Linked DNA regions of Mus musculus: region 2 is linked to region 1. The links are chromatin contacts, called in public HiChIP or PLAC-seq maps. All regions are on one chromosome and are shown on one strand. Each heading gives the region's core, a stretch centred on a gene start, on an enhancer-like site or on the middle of the called end of the contact. The rest is flanking DNA. Distances are from core to core; before and after follow the strand shown. Region 1 holds the start of Pbk (PDZ binding kinase). Region 2 overlaps Ccdc25 (coiled-coil domain containing 25).

Region 1 (6,213 bases), core at 1,675-4,174:
ATACATCTACCCACACACATATACAATACATATAGAAACAACTATAATTTTAAAAACTTTTAAATATGTAACTTCAATAAAAAAAACTACCCGAAGCGAATGGGGCTGGGCTGGGGTGGGGTGGGGTGGGGTGGGGTGAAGATATCTTGTCACATCTTTAAAAAAAAAAATACTACCTAGTTCTAAAAGGTTAGCAGAAACTAGGAATGTAGCTCATGGGTAGAGTCAGCCTGGCATGCACAAAGCCATGACCTGAGTTCAATCCCCAGTGACAAAACCAAAAGGTAAATACTATGTCTCCCTCTCATACTTCCCACCAGTTACAAACGTCTCATCATCCTTTAAGACAGCCCTATATGCACACCTGTAATACCAGCACTCGGGAGGCTAAGACCGACCTGGGCAACAGGGAGACCTTGCTACAAACAAAACAAAAACAGAAACCCATGCATATAAGCAGCGTTATTCTAATAGTCCAGACAGACAACAGAAGTACCCACTAGATGCTGAATGCAGAGCAAAAAGTAACAAGCTTGCTACTGTACAACACAAATGAGCCAGGAAAACATGCCAGGTGAAAGAAACCAGACAGAGAAAGCCACACACAGATTCCATTGATGGCGCATGTCTAGAGCTGTCCAGAAACGGCCATTATTTCCTGATGGCTTAACTGTGGCGACAAACAAATGAAAAAACGAAAGAGGGTTCTGGAGATTGGGAGCTCATTTTTGGACGCTTTATTAGACATCTTGGTGGAAAGGTCGAACAGGCAGGCAAATACAGATCTGGAACAGAGCTGAAGACATGACCCTGTGGGCTTATCTACAGCAGTGGGATTAAAGCTGGGCTGCTAGATGAGAAAGGGTCTCGTGCAAAATCCTTGGCAAAGAGCAGCCTGGAGACTGTCCTTGCCACCACAGCTTGAGGACTGGATACAAAGGGCACAGTGTGTTTTTCAAAGATTAAAATACCTAGGTTTAGCCGGGCAGTGGTGGAGCACGCCTTTAATCCTAGGACTTGGGAGGCAGAGGCAGGTGGATTTCTGAGTTCGAGGCCAGCCTGGTCTACAAAGTGAGTTCCAGGACAGCCAGGGCTACACAGAGAAACCCTGTCTCAAAAAAACAAAAAACAAAACAACAACAACAACAAAAAAATACCTAGGCTTAAACATTTCAGCATTCCCTCATATTCTGGACACTCAAAAATGCCTCTCTTCCACTTACCCTGTTTGTACCAAAATATCCTACGTCCCGCCCAGCTCAGTTGTCTAATGGGACTTTTCTTTCCTGGCTGAGATAGAGCCTTAGTCTATACTGTCGTAGATCTGCATATACATTCCATAGGCATTAATTGTTAAATAACTATACTTTCTTTAACCCATATCACCTTTAGGCTTGGGGTTCAAAGGGCACATCTGACAGAGCTGGGGCATCTATTGATGGGCTTTCTAAGCCCCATTTATGTGGGTCTCCCCATTACTTAGACTACCCTGAACTGGCTGTGTACACCAAGCTGACATCCAACACGACATACTCCTGCTTCAATCCCCAAGCACTGAGGTCACATGCTTGGTTACCATGAGAACTGCTTATTTAAGATTTGACTTTTCCCAGGGGCGTGGTGGCGCACACCGTTAATCCCAGTACTCCAGTCAGAGGCAGGTGAATTTCTAAGTTCAAGGCCAGCCTGGTCTACAGAGTGAGTTCCAGGGCAGCCTGGGCTACACAGAGAAACCCTATCTCGAAAAAACAAAACAAAACAAAAAAAAGATTTGACTTTTCATTATACACCTTCCATCACCTATGTGTGTGTGGCAGGGGTGGGTGGTCTATGCACAACAGTACAGGAGCCTGAAGTGAAGGATGGCCTCCTCTGGAATGACATGTAGTTGTTTGTGAGCCACTCCACATGGGTGCTGGCAACCAGCTCAGGGCCTTTGCAAAAGCCCTGCAGGCTCTAACCAATGAATCAAGACTCCAGCGTCCCCCACCCATAACTTTATAATATTAGCACTGCTTGGCTTTTCAAAAGTATCTTTTTATTAGCATATGCTAACTCTACATGATTTCGAGTTTCACTATGAATTTTCATATAAGCATGTAAACATATTTTTTTTAATACCAGTAATCCCATGTATAAAACTCTACCCACAGCCATATTCCCTGTCCTTTCTTTGGTCTCCATTCCCTAGTTACTGGGACCCCAGGCACTCACTACTGCTTCCAGGTTTTGGGGTCCTGAAGATGGATCCCAGGGCTGCATGCATGCTGGGCACAGACTGTACCCAATGAGTCACTGCCCTACCACAGGCCACTTTTCTACTGTGGCCTCACCTTAAAAGCAGAGAAATCCTCCCCCCACCCCCACCCCCCTCCTCCTTCATGGGGAAGGGAGTGACTTTCTCCCTGAACCCCCAAACTTTCCGCGATAAAGGAGCTCAGGGTCAGGGGCTTGGAGGTGTGCGATGGCTCCAAGGGGTTCCCCTATTCTCCATCCACTATCTCCCTGGGTCCTCCCCTAGCCGCTGTGTACCCTCAGTTTGCTGTTCTTCCCCGCAGATCTCCTCCAGGTCCTCCAGTGGAGGCAGCCTCCCTCTCGTCCCCGTCCCTCCCGTCCGCGACCCTCCCCTCAGGTCCTCGATGCTCCACCCCTGACCCCCAGTCTGCCAACCACCTTCGAGTCGGCCAGGCTTTCCCTTACCACGCTCGCACGCTCGGGTAAAAAGGTGAAAGTGACGGGCTGGCTCAAAGCTGTCTGGACACCTAGTCCGGAAAGTGCAGGCTCAGCTCCCTCCCGCCAACAGCGTAACCGCCGCAGCGTTTAGGGCGCGCGCATTTTCAAAGGCCGCGGCCCGCCGAGGGGCACTGGAGTTCTAACTAAAAGCAGTCAGAAGACTCGCTCCAGAAAATGCAGGAACAGCTCCCTCCCGCCAACACTCGCAGTAACCGCCGCGGTGTGTAAGAAGCACGCTTTTTCAAAGGTCCCGCCAGAAGACTACGGGGCGGCACTAGGGTCAAAACTCACGCGTTCGCACAGTCCTCCCAGGTTTACTGGAGTTTCCAGGTTTGATTTAGTCCTAAAAGAAGAAATCTTCCAGAGCGATGGCTAGAAAGACATAGCAAGTGTCAGACAGATGCTGGCGGAAAAACAAAATATATATCTGTTTTGAAGGCAAATTACCCAAATTACAAACACTGCTCAGAATATGCAACTAGGAAGTTTTATTGCAGATATATGTGTCCTTAAAACACTAATTAGAAATGTGTAGATTTTCATTATTTGAGGCTGAGAATAAATATAGAATATTTTGAAATTTTGCTAACTTAAAAAATTATTGCTGTGTTAGTGTGTTTGTGTGTGTGTGTGTTTCTGCTACCCACATGGGAAGATCAGAGGACAACTGCAGAAACTGGCTCCCTCCTTCCCTCCTTAGATTCCTGAGATCTAAATCAGAAGGCCAGGCTCTGGCAGCAAGCTCTTATCCTCATTGAGCCATCTCACTGGCCCAGTTTTGTTAATTCTTGGAATTACCACAGTCTACTTAACAAATATTTTCAGAGCACCTACTGGGTGTCAGGTATCTGCACTTGAGTGCCCACTGCATAACATAATCTACTGTGTTCTCTACAAGAAAAATGAATTAAGTTTAGGAGAACAGGAAGACATTCCCATACCTACTATGTGGCTCAGAGACCATGTGATACCTTAAAAAAGAAAACATACAATGTAATACAAGAAGCACCAAGAGGCCTCCTCAACAGGAACGCTCTGTGCCGCATTGTGACCTCTTCAAACGGTTAAAGAAATTCAACCAGTCTGAGGCCAGATAGATAGGGACATCTTCTTTATGAAGACAGAAGTACACACAGTGGCATGACACGTATGTATTCATGTGTTTATATACATTAACACACTCATTTGTCTACTGACATTATCTTGTAAGACCCCCGAAGCTGGGCCTCCGCTCAAGTCCCGGGATGAGCTGGCCAGCACCCCAGTGGCCCGAGAGAAAACCACACCTGATGCAAACTGCAAGAGGTTTTATTATCAGCTAGCTGAGGACAAAGTCCCTCTGCCATGTAGGGCAGGGGAGTTCGACCCTGAGTGGTGACAGTAGGGGGCTAGCTGAGGAATTGGGAGGAGTTGGGAAGAGTTGGGAGGAGTTGGGAGGAGAGTTGGCTACAGCTCCTTTTCTTTCTGGCGGGGGGGGGGGGGGGGGGGGGGGGGGGGGGGGGTGATGAGCTGCAGCCTCCTCTCCAGCGTCGTCTATCTCCATGTCCTTGTAGGTCTTCCTACAATTATCGCATCTCTGGCTGTAAGGCTCAAAAACAAAAAAGGCGTTTTGCTGGCTATAGAGAACAAAGAGCTTCTTTCTGGCTGCATTTTTAGAGATCAGGGAAAACAAGTTTGGGGAACGTCCAGGGGCCTTACCTTCCAGGTAGAAACGCTCTAAGTCGGGGTCTCACAATCTCATTGGCACTAATACCTATTTTATTTCTATGATTCAGTTTCTCAAATGTTTTCACTTACAAGTTCTCTCCTCTTTCTTTCTTTCTCTCTCCCTCTTTCTTCCTTCCTTCCTTCCTTTCTTTCTTTCTTTCTTTCTTTCTCTCTCTCTCCCTCCCTCCCTTCTTTTCTTTCTTCCTTCCTTCCTTTCTTTCTTTCTTTCTTTCTTTCTTTCTTTCTTTCTTTCTTTCTCTCTTTCTTTTTTAGTATGTAGCCCTGGCTGACCCAGAACCCGATATGTAGATCAGGCTGGGAAGAGCCCTCCAGAGTGCCCTCAGCTGCTGAGCCAACTTCCAGCACCGAGATTTCTTTTCTAAGTGCGGGAGATTTTGCTCAATTTAGAACTATCTGACATCATTCAAGCAAAATAAATGTGTTGTTTATTCCTTGCCCTATAGTAATTAAGTAACTGTTGGAAATCTGTGCTGGGGAGAGGCCATCCTGCAGGCTGAAAGGAGCTCTGTCACACACAGCTATTCAGATAAAATGGAGATCACTCACAGACTCCTGCCCTCTGTTCACCCATCAAAGTCAAAGCCATTTGCATCTGAAACCTTCCTTTGCCTGTTTCGTTGACAAAGAAAAGGACCCTCCTCTTGCCTAGGGCACCCAGTCAATCCAGAAGCTCTGGAGCCCTCTCCTTCTCTCCCACACCACTGCCAACCCCCCACCCCCCCACCCCACCCCCATCATAGAGATGATAAAAGCTAAATGATGGTGATTGTATTTCGTGAGGATACACACACATATTTAGCTTTTGCTGTGATTTGTTTGTTTTGTGTGGCCCTGGCTGTCCTGGAACTCACTCTGTAGACCAGGCTAGCCTCGAACTCATAAATCTGCCTGCCTCTGCCTCCCAAGTGCTGGGATTAAAGGCGTGTGCCACCATACCCGGCTAGCAGCAAACACTCTTAACTCTTCAGCCCTATCTTAATAATTTTTTGTGAGTGTAAACGTGGTATTATATACCTCACCTTCATTAAATATCTATACTGTTCTATGTTTTTATTAAGTCTTAGGTTTTTACAAGCCTTCTGTGTTCTTTTCTTAGTAGATAATAAAATTCTGCCTAAAGCCAGACCCCAAAAGCTTCTTAATTAACCACTGCTTGTGAAAAGACCCTCCAGGGAGATGAAATTATTGGCACGGTATAAACTGAGGCTAAAGAATCAGTGAAAATAAAGGCCCTTGCCTGACAGTTACAACTATCCTGCTCTGTTTCCAGTCTTGGACCTGTTAAAAGAACCCCCAGAGATTAACCCCAGAAACACATGATCATCACAAGTTTATTGCTATTGCCTGTGAAATGCATCCATTAATTTCAAAACCTTACCCGCTAGTCAGTTGTCATAGAGAGCAGCTCTAACCTGGATCAGCTGTTTCTTGCAGTTTGTAAAGTTCTAATTGCACTGTTTCAACAAAAGAACCAATTCTGCATTGGCTCTAGCAGACTCTAGCATCAGCTCTTTTGCTTGCCTGCTTGTTTGTTTTCTGAGACAGTGATTCTGACAGACCAGCTTGTCCTGCTTGAACTTGCTATGTAGCCAAAGATGCTCTTGAGCTTGGGATCTTCTGGCCTCTTCCTCCTGAGTGCTGAGACCACGAAGCCCCATTTATGCCATGCTGGGGATAGAACCCAAGGCTTCACGCAAACAATCAAGTCACATCCCCGCGCCATTTTAGGGATGTCTGGTTTTCCAGGACTTC
Region 2 (6,184 bases), core at 249-2,748, 50 kb before region 1:
ATCACAACCACCTTTAACAACTCAGTCAATACTCTTAACTTGTATGTGGCCTCCAGCCACTGGGGCATTATCTTCAGAACCTGTGGGGAGCACCCAGGTGAACAGCAAGGCCTCCTCCCCAGCGTACCTAAGTTCATCCATTTCCCTTTTCTTCTTCATTTCTTCTTTCTCTTTCCTTTTCATCTCCTGAATCTGGGCTTTCTTCTCATTCCTCTCTTCACGGTCTCTGCCTTCCTTCTCTGCTGCAAGGTCTGGAAACTTCTCCAGTTTGGTCTTTTCTAATCGGTTCAAGATTTCATTCACTTTCTTCTCTACCGTCACAATCTTTACCTTTGAGGGAAATAAAGGAAAGTACTTAGCCTTAATTATTTTTCTCACCTAAGAGGGCAAGGCTTTGGCTTTCCAGGGCTTTAGCCACCCAGTTTAACACCCATAGGACACACAGGACACTCAGCTTAGGGTCAGGCCCTGCCTCCCACAGTATATGAACACTTACATCCTTCTGCCTGTGAAAGCCTATCTGCCCCACATCCATGTCAGCTGTTTTCTTCAGGTTAGACCATGGCGTGTAAACCACATTAACGTTGTTCATCTTGCAGCCTGCCAAGAGAGACTGTCTTCAGCAGGCAGGAAACATGAGTGGTGTAGCCCTCACCACAGCAAAACCTCATCCACCCCAGACGAGGCTTAAGAGCTCACTTCCAATGTCCCAAAGTATGAAAGGTCAGTGGGAAGTTGACCATTATGCCAAAGTATTAGAGTAGAAAAAGCAAGGGCCCTGGCTCCTGACGCTGAGGAAAGCAACATGTTTACGAAGGCTTGTTTGGTTGTCAGTGGAGCCTTTTCCCCTAAATAAAACCTCTGAGTCTGAACCGAAATGAGCCGATTTAGCAGAACCCAGCAAATTCAATCCCTGTCCTCTGGTACTGAGCAGAGAGAACTTGGTAACTACAGAGCTGCCAGTGGGGTGTCCTCTGCAAGCTCACAATTCTCTTCGGTCCTCAGCACTGTCCTCTGGTACTGAGTAAGAGTGGAACCTGAGGCCTAGCTCCTTCTCTGCTGTGTGACAGGTCACTGCAGAAGGCTGAGGAAAGAAGGGAATAATCCCGTGTCACAACTCTTCCCCTCTGTTTTCTCTAGAACCCATACACTCTAAGGACATTAAGAAGAAACCAAGCCAAGAATAAAGAGTCTACAGCTCTTTAAGCCAAGGGTCTTCTGCAAGCCAGGGGCATGGAAAAGAACAAGGCTGTGGAAGCGGCTGGAACACAGAATAAACAGTTTGCTTATTTCATTTTTTACTTCAGTAACTGAAGATCTGAGATTTTACTCTACTCATAAAATAAAGCGTCCTCCCTCAGAACCACCTGCTGACTATGGAGCTGGAAACTGGTGGCTCCTAAAGGTAAACTTTAAGCTTCGTAGTCTGCCCACCGGGTCTGTAACTAGGGCTGCCTGGGCTGAGACTGAAGATACCAGTCTACATGAAGGAAGGCTGCCAAGCTCGCTCTCCTTGTGTAATCATTAACTCCAGTGCCTGTTATCAGCTGTGTGCTCTGGGGCCTCTTCCAACTTCATTTAAAACCAGTTCTCTCTTTCTATCTAGGTCTACATCCTACCCCTAGAAACTTATTAGCTCAATCATTTAAACCCACACCTCTCTCAACCCTCATAACCTCTACCCCCATCCTCATAACCATCCTTCTAGACCTTTCCATTAGATTTAATCTTATCTAGAATTACACAGGCACCAAGCCCAGTATTTTTAGCTACTGCCTAAAACACATAAGGTGATTGTTTCCAATTCACACTGCACACTGGACTCACTGAGAGCTCCTGAAAGATAAGGACACTCCCAGACCACCCAGGTCAGTGGGGAAGGAGGACAAGAGTCAAATGACTCAAAACCTTCACAAATTAAATGAAGGAAAAGCATGGGAGAGAAGGAGAAAAGAAAAAGCGTGATTTAAAGACTCTGGCTCTAAGCCGGGCGTGGTGACGCACGCCTTTAATCCCAGCACTCGGGAGGCAGAGGCAGGCGGATTTCTGAGTTCGAAACCAGCCTGGTCTACAAAGTAAGCTCCAGGACAGCCAGGGCTATACAGAGAAACCCCGTCTCGAAAAACCAAAAAAAAAAAAAAAAAAAAAAAAAACAAAGACTCTGGCTCTAAACCTGAAATAGTTAAACATACCTATACTTCCAGGACCCAGGAAGCTGAAATAGGAGAATTGTGAGTTGCCAGCCTGGGCCACACAGTGAGTTCCATGCTAGCCCGGGCTACATATCAAGATTCCAGTTCAAAATATCCAAACAAGGGGCTGGGGAGATGGCTCAGCAGTTAATAACACTGGATGCTCTTCTAGAGGATCTGGGTTCAATTTCCTAACAACCACATTGTAGCTCACAATTGTCTGTAACCCCAGTTCCAGGGAATCTGACAACTTCTTCTGGGTTCAAAGTGCATCAGACATACACATAGCACAGAGACATACATGCAAATAAAACACATACACATATAAATATATTTAAAACAAAAAACCAACAAAACACTGAACCAAACCCCTCTAGTTTTACAGTCTGTTGACAGCTGATGGCAGCAGACACATCTCCTTAGCTATCAACACTGCCATGTTGCCAAAAGTCTTAGGCAGAGCTGGATGACTTCCTACTCAAGGAAAGGGAAAGTCAAGTGTCAAGACAGAAAGGACAGTAAAACTAAGAGGTGTGGGATATGAGCATCTAGTTCTCTGACAAGCCTCCTCCTCCTCCTGCTCTCCCCAGACTCATGCTCACTAAAATGGACTATGATCCAAACATAGAAAAAGGGAATGCTAGGCCAACTGACCTTGAATGCTATTGGCCTTCACAAGGTGGGCACAGTCCATCAAAACCTCCTTTGGAATGTCTTCTATCTTCTCTCCCTGCAACACAAAATAAACCAAATAATCCTCTTGGTTACTGATGGCCACTGGAGCACTCGCAAGGCATGTGCTGCCTTACCGGCTGGACACGGGCTTACAGACAAGCAGGGGCTCTCCGGGTGGACTGCAGAGCACTGAAAGATGAGGGACATTTACCCACCACAGAATGGTACCTGAACTAGGAGAAGGCATTAGCAGAAAACTATACTCAACACATTTTAAAAACCATGTTGAAGATATTAACTGCAGTTGTGTCTCAGTGGTTTCTGCCATCCTCATTCATTTCCGGAAAGCTTGGGGGGGGGGGGCACGGTGTCCATTCTGAGATCTAGACACCTTCCTGGCTGAGGTCCCTGTAACCTTCCTTTGAAACAGATAATGGCCTGGAGCTCTGAATCCCAAATATCTCCCCAGCCGTCTACCTCCCAGCCAAAATCCGGGTGAAGTTCTTGTGTTCTTCATCTGTTGTGCTGCTCCCATGGGAAGATAAAGTAGCCAGTGGAGGCTGCAGCAAAGCAGCAATGGATGGGCGAGCTCACACAAGTGAGCCTAGGAACTCAGGTTTGCTTTGAGTCACTTTACACCAGTGAGCCAAAAACACTCCCAAATGTCATGGCTTTTCTATCCAAAATGGCCGTGTAGCAGTGAACACTGCCGGAGAGTCTGCATCGTCACGCTTCGTGTTGGATTCAAACCACAATGAAGGCACACAGTGCCTGCCAGATGCCACTCTGCAAAGCTTCAGCATGTGCCAGGTCCTAACCTTCACAATGACTCAATAAAGGAAGAGTTGGTCCCTTCTACACAGGAGGAAGTAGGCAGTTATGTGCTACAGAGTCAGGATTTCAGGCTGTTCTACAAAGCAAGTTCCAAACCAGCCACAGTGACAAAAAAAAAAAAAAGAAAAAGCCAAAGTCAGGTGTGGTGGTGCATGCCTGCCTACAGTCCCATCTACTCAGAAACTGAGGTAGAAAGGGCTTTTGAACCCAAGAGTTCAGGATCAGCATGGCCAACAGTGATACTTTCTTTCAAAACAAATAAGCATTTCTAAATAAGGGTTTATAATGCTGAAAAATTGCATACAATCTAATCCTGACAAAGTAGCTTTCCTACTAACTGTGCCACTATTATCAGCTCACTACAGGCAATCAAAATAACAAACAAGAAAACAACATAATATCCAGTTTACAAACCACGACCCTAAAAAGTAATCTGACCAACCTGGGCTACTGTGGCTGTCGGTATCCCAAGGTTAAACAGTGTAAATGCACCCCAGATGTACAGACAGAATAGAAATGACAGCTTGAGCTGAACTTTCAGTAACAATGTTTTGGATGGAAATCACAAGGCAAAAGATCAAAAAATCGTTACACCACTGTCCTTGGGTTCTCAGCTGCTTAAAGCCTGAGCTGCAGTATCACAACCTGGCAACTGCGGGTTTCTGAAACTCACAGTGGTCCCAAATTAATTTATAACCAAACCCTTCTGGCATCACTTCCCATGTTGCCCAGTGACTTCACTGCAGCCTCCATTCTGAACACACAACAGGTGCGACCCACCATACAACTTGAGGGCAAGGAACGCTGCCAGAGGCTGCAGCTCAGATTTAAGAGATCTCATGTTATAAGTTACTGTCATGTGTGCTTGTAATCCCAGCATTCCGAAGGGGGATCACAAGTTCAAGGCCAGCCTGCTCTACTTAGCAGGTTCCTGACCAGGTCTTCACAGCAAAACTTTATTAAAAACTTTTTTGGACTGGGCATGGCGGCACATGCTTTTCAATCTAGCACTCAGGAGGTAGAGACATTAATGGGAAAACTGCTCAAATCAACTCCAGAACTTAGTTGGCCTGCTGTTTGAGATCCCCGCCATGTAATGTGAGATGCTAGCAGCAGCAGGGAAGTCATTTGACCTTTGTAACGTTCTAAAACCCTGTAAGTCCAAAGTACATATTTTTTAAAACATAATACATACTATGTAGTTTAACTATTGAAAATACAGATACAAGCAAGTTAGAAAGAAATAGTGGTGCTGCGTTCCCAGGGCACATGAACTCTTCGTTCCTGCATCGCCACCGTGTTTTAGACTGTCCAAAGACACTCTGATAAGGGGAACAAGTGCCCTCGTGAGCCAGGTGAACTGAGTGTGTCGGAGAAGCAGCCACTAGAAATAGACGTCAGCATCAGATGAACTGAGGGGGACACAAGCAGAGGGGATAGGTAATGCACCGAGCTGGCTAGACAAGGCAGGGCTTCCACCTGGGAAATCATCCAGAATTTTCCATAACAATTTCTAGATAGGAGGAAGACATTTACTAACTAATCTTTATGACTTTGAACACATTTATTATTTAAGCAACTTAATCACACAAAAAGAATATATGATGTTCATCTATAAAGGGAAGGTCATGAACTCACGCTTACATTCAGTTACCTTTTGTAATCGTAGGTACACATGGGCCGAAGAGAGTTTGTCCACGTGAAACCTACAAAGAAGGAAACCACTTTTAGCAACAACAAGACAACCATGTCTTCAGCCACTTGCACTGAAAGCATCTCATTCCAAGACAGTATTCTCGGGGACTTATCACACGTGAAGCTCTATGGAGAGTATCAGACAGTCACCATCGCCAAAGGCTGCCCAGCAACCTGGAGAGGCAAGACAAACTTGAGAGCTGTGTAGCTGTGCCTGGCTATGAGCCAAGGTGAGTCAGATAATAACTATGAAACATCCTGGGTAGACTGCAGCTTCAAGCAACAAGAAGAGCTATCAGTGACCAAAGGCTTTGTGGAAGAGCTGAGATTTGGCTGACCCGACCAAAGCACAGGCCAAGAAGGAAAACAGGGCGAGAATTTCAGATGAGAAAGGATGGAAGACGTCAGTGAAAGCCCACTGTGTTGCCCACCTGGGAGCTTTGCAGGACTGCAGTCTGGAGAAGAGGACAACATGGTTTCTGATACCTCCAGGTTTCAAGTGATGGCAGAACAATCAAGACCAAGTATCGAGTGCAGAATCAGAAAAGTTAGCTCACTAAACAGGCTACATCATTAAATGAACCAGATGAAGCAGACTAAGAATTCTTCCAACCTCACACCCTGCCACACACACACTGATGATGATATCAACACACATCCCTGGATGAACATAGTCTCTATGGTACTGAAACTGTCTGGAAATCATTTGGAATGCCCCACAGCACACCCCACCCCCTTTTCCCTTGAAGTAGGGCCTCATTACAAAGTCCTGGTTCTTGCTATGTAGA

What was found. HiChIP or PLAC-seq counts read pairs in DNA pulled down with a chosen protein or histone mark.
Region 2: an HNF4G HiChIP or PLAC-seq map of pancreatic cancer cells shows a contact between it and region 1. The contact joins the enhancer-like site here to the promoter of Pbk in region 1. A contact is called at or near these places in 1 of 39 promoter capture datasets (the HPC-7 cell line), 2 of 484 Hi-C or Micro-C datasets (the G1E-ER4 cell line and group 2 innate lymphoid cells) and 3 of 115 datasets of contacts at active chromatin or transcription factors (embryonic stem cells, extraembryonic endoderm stem cells and pancreatic cancer cells).

The regions. Positions count from the first base shown.
Region 1 is chr14:65,802,622-65,808,834 of GRCm38.p6, reverse strand. It overlaps Pbk (PDZ binding kinase), which reads right to left and starts at 2,924. Exons shown (of 8, transcript NM_023209.2): 1 at 2,701-2,924.
Region 2 is chr14:65,850,840-65,857,023 of GRCm38.p6, reverse strand. It overlaps Ccdc25 (coiled-coil domain containing 25), which reads right to left. Exons shown (of 9, transcript NM_145944.5): 4 at 5,356-5,407; 5 at 2,847-2,922; 6 at 497-600; 7 at 128-330. Among named protein-coding and RNA genes, the nearest start is that of Ccdc25, 17 kb to the right of the region's middle. Within about 2 kb of position 1,498, at least 36 of the 459 cell types and tissues checked have an H3K27ac peak or open chromatin away from gene starts, as enhancers often do. A contact at or near this core is called in the G1E-ER4 cell line, extraembryonic endoderm stem cells and pancreatic cancer cells, where this site is marked.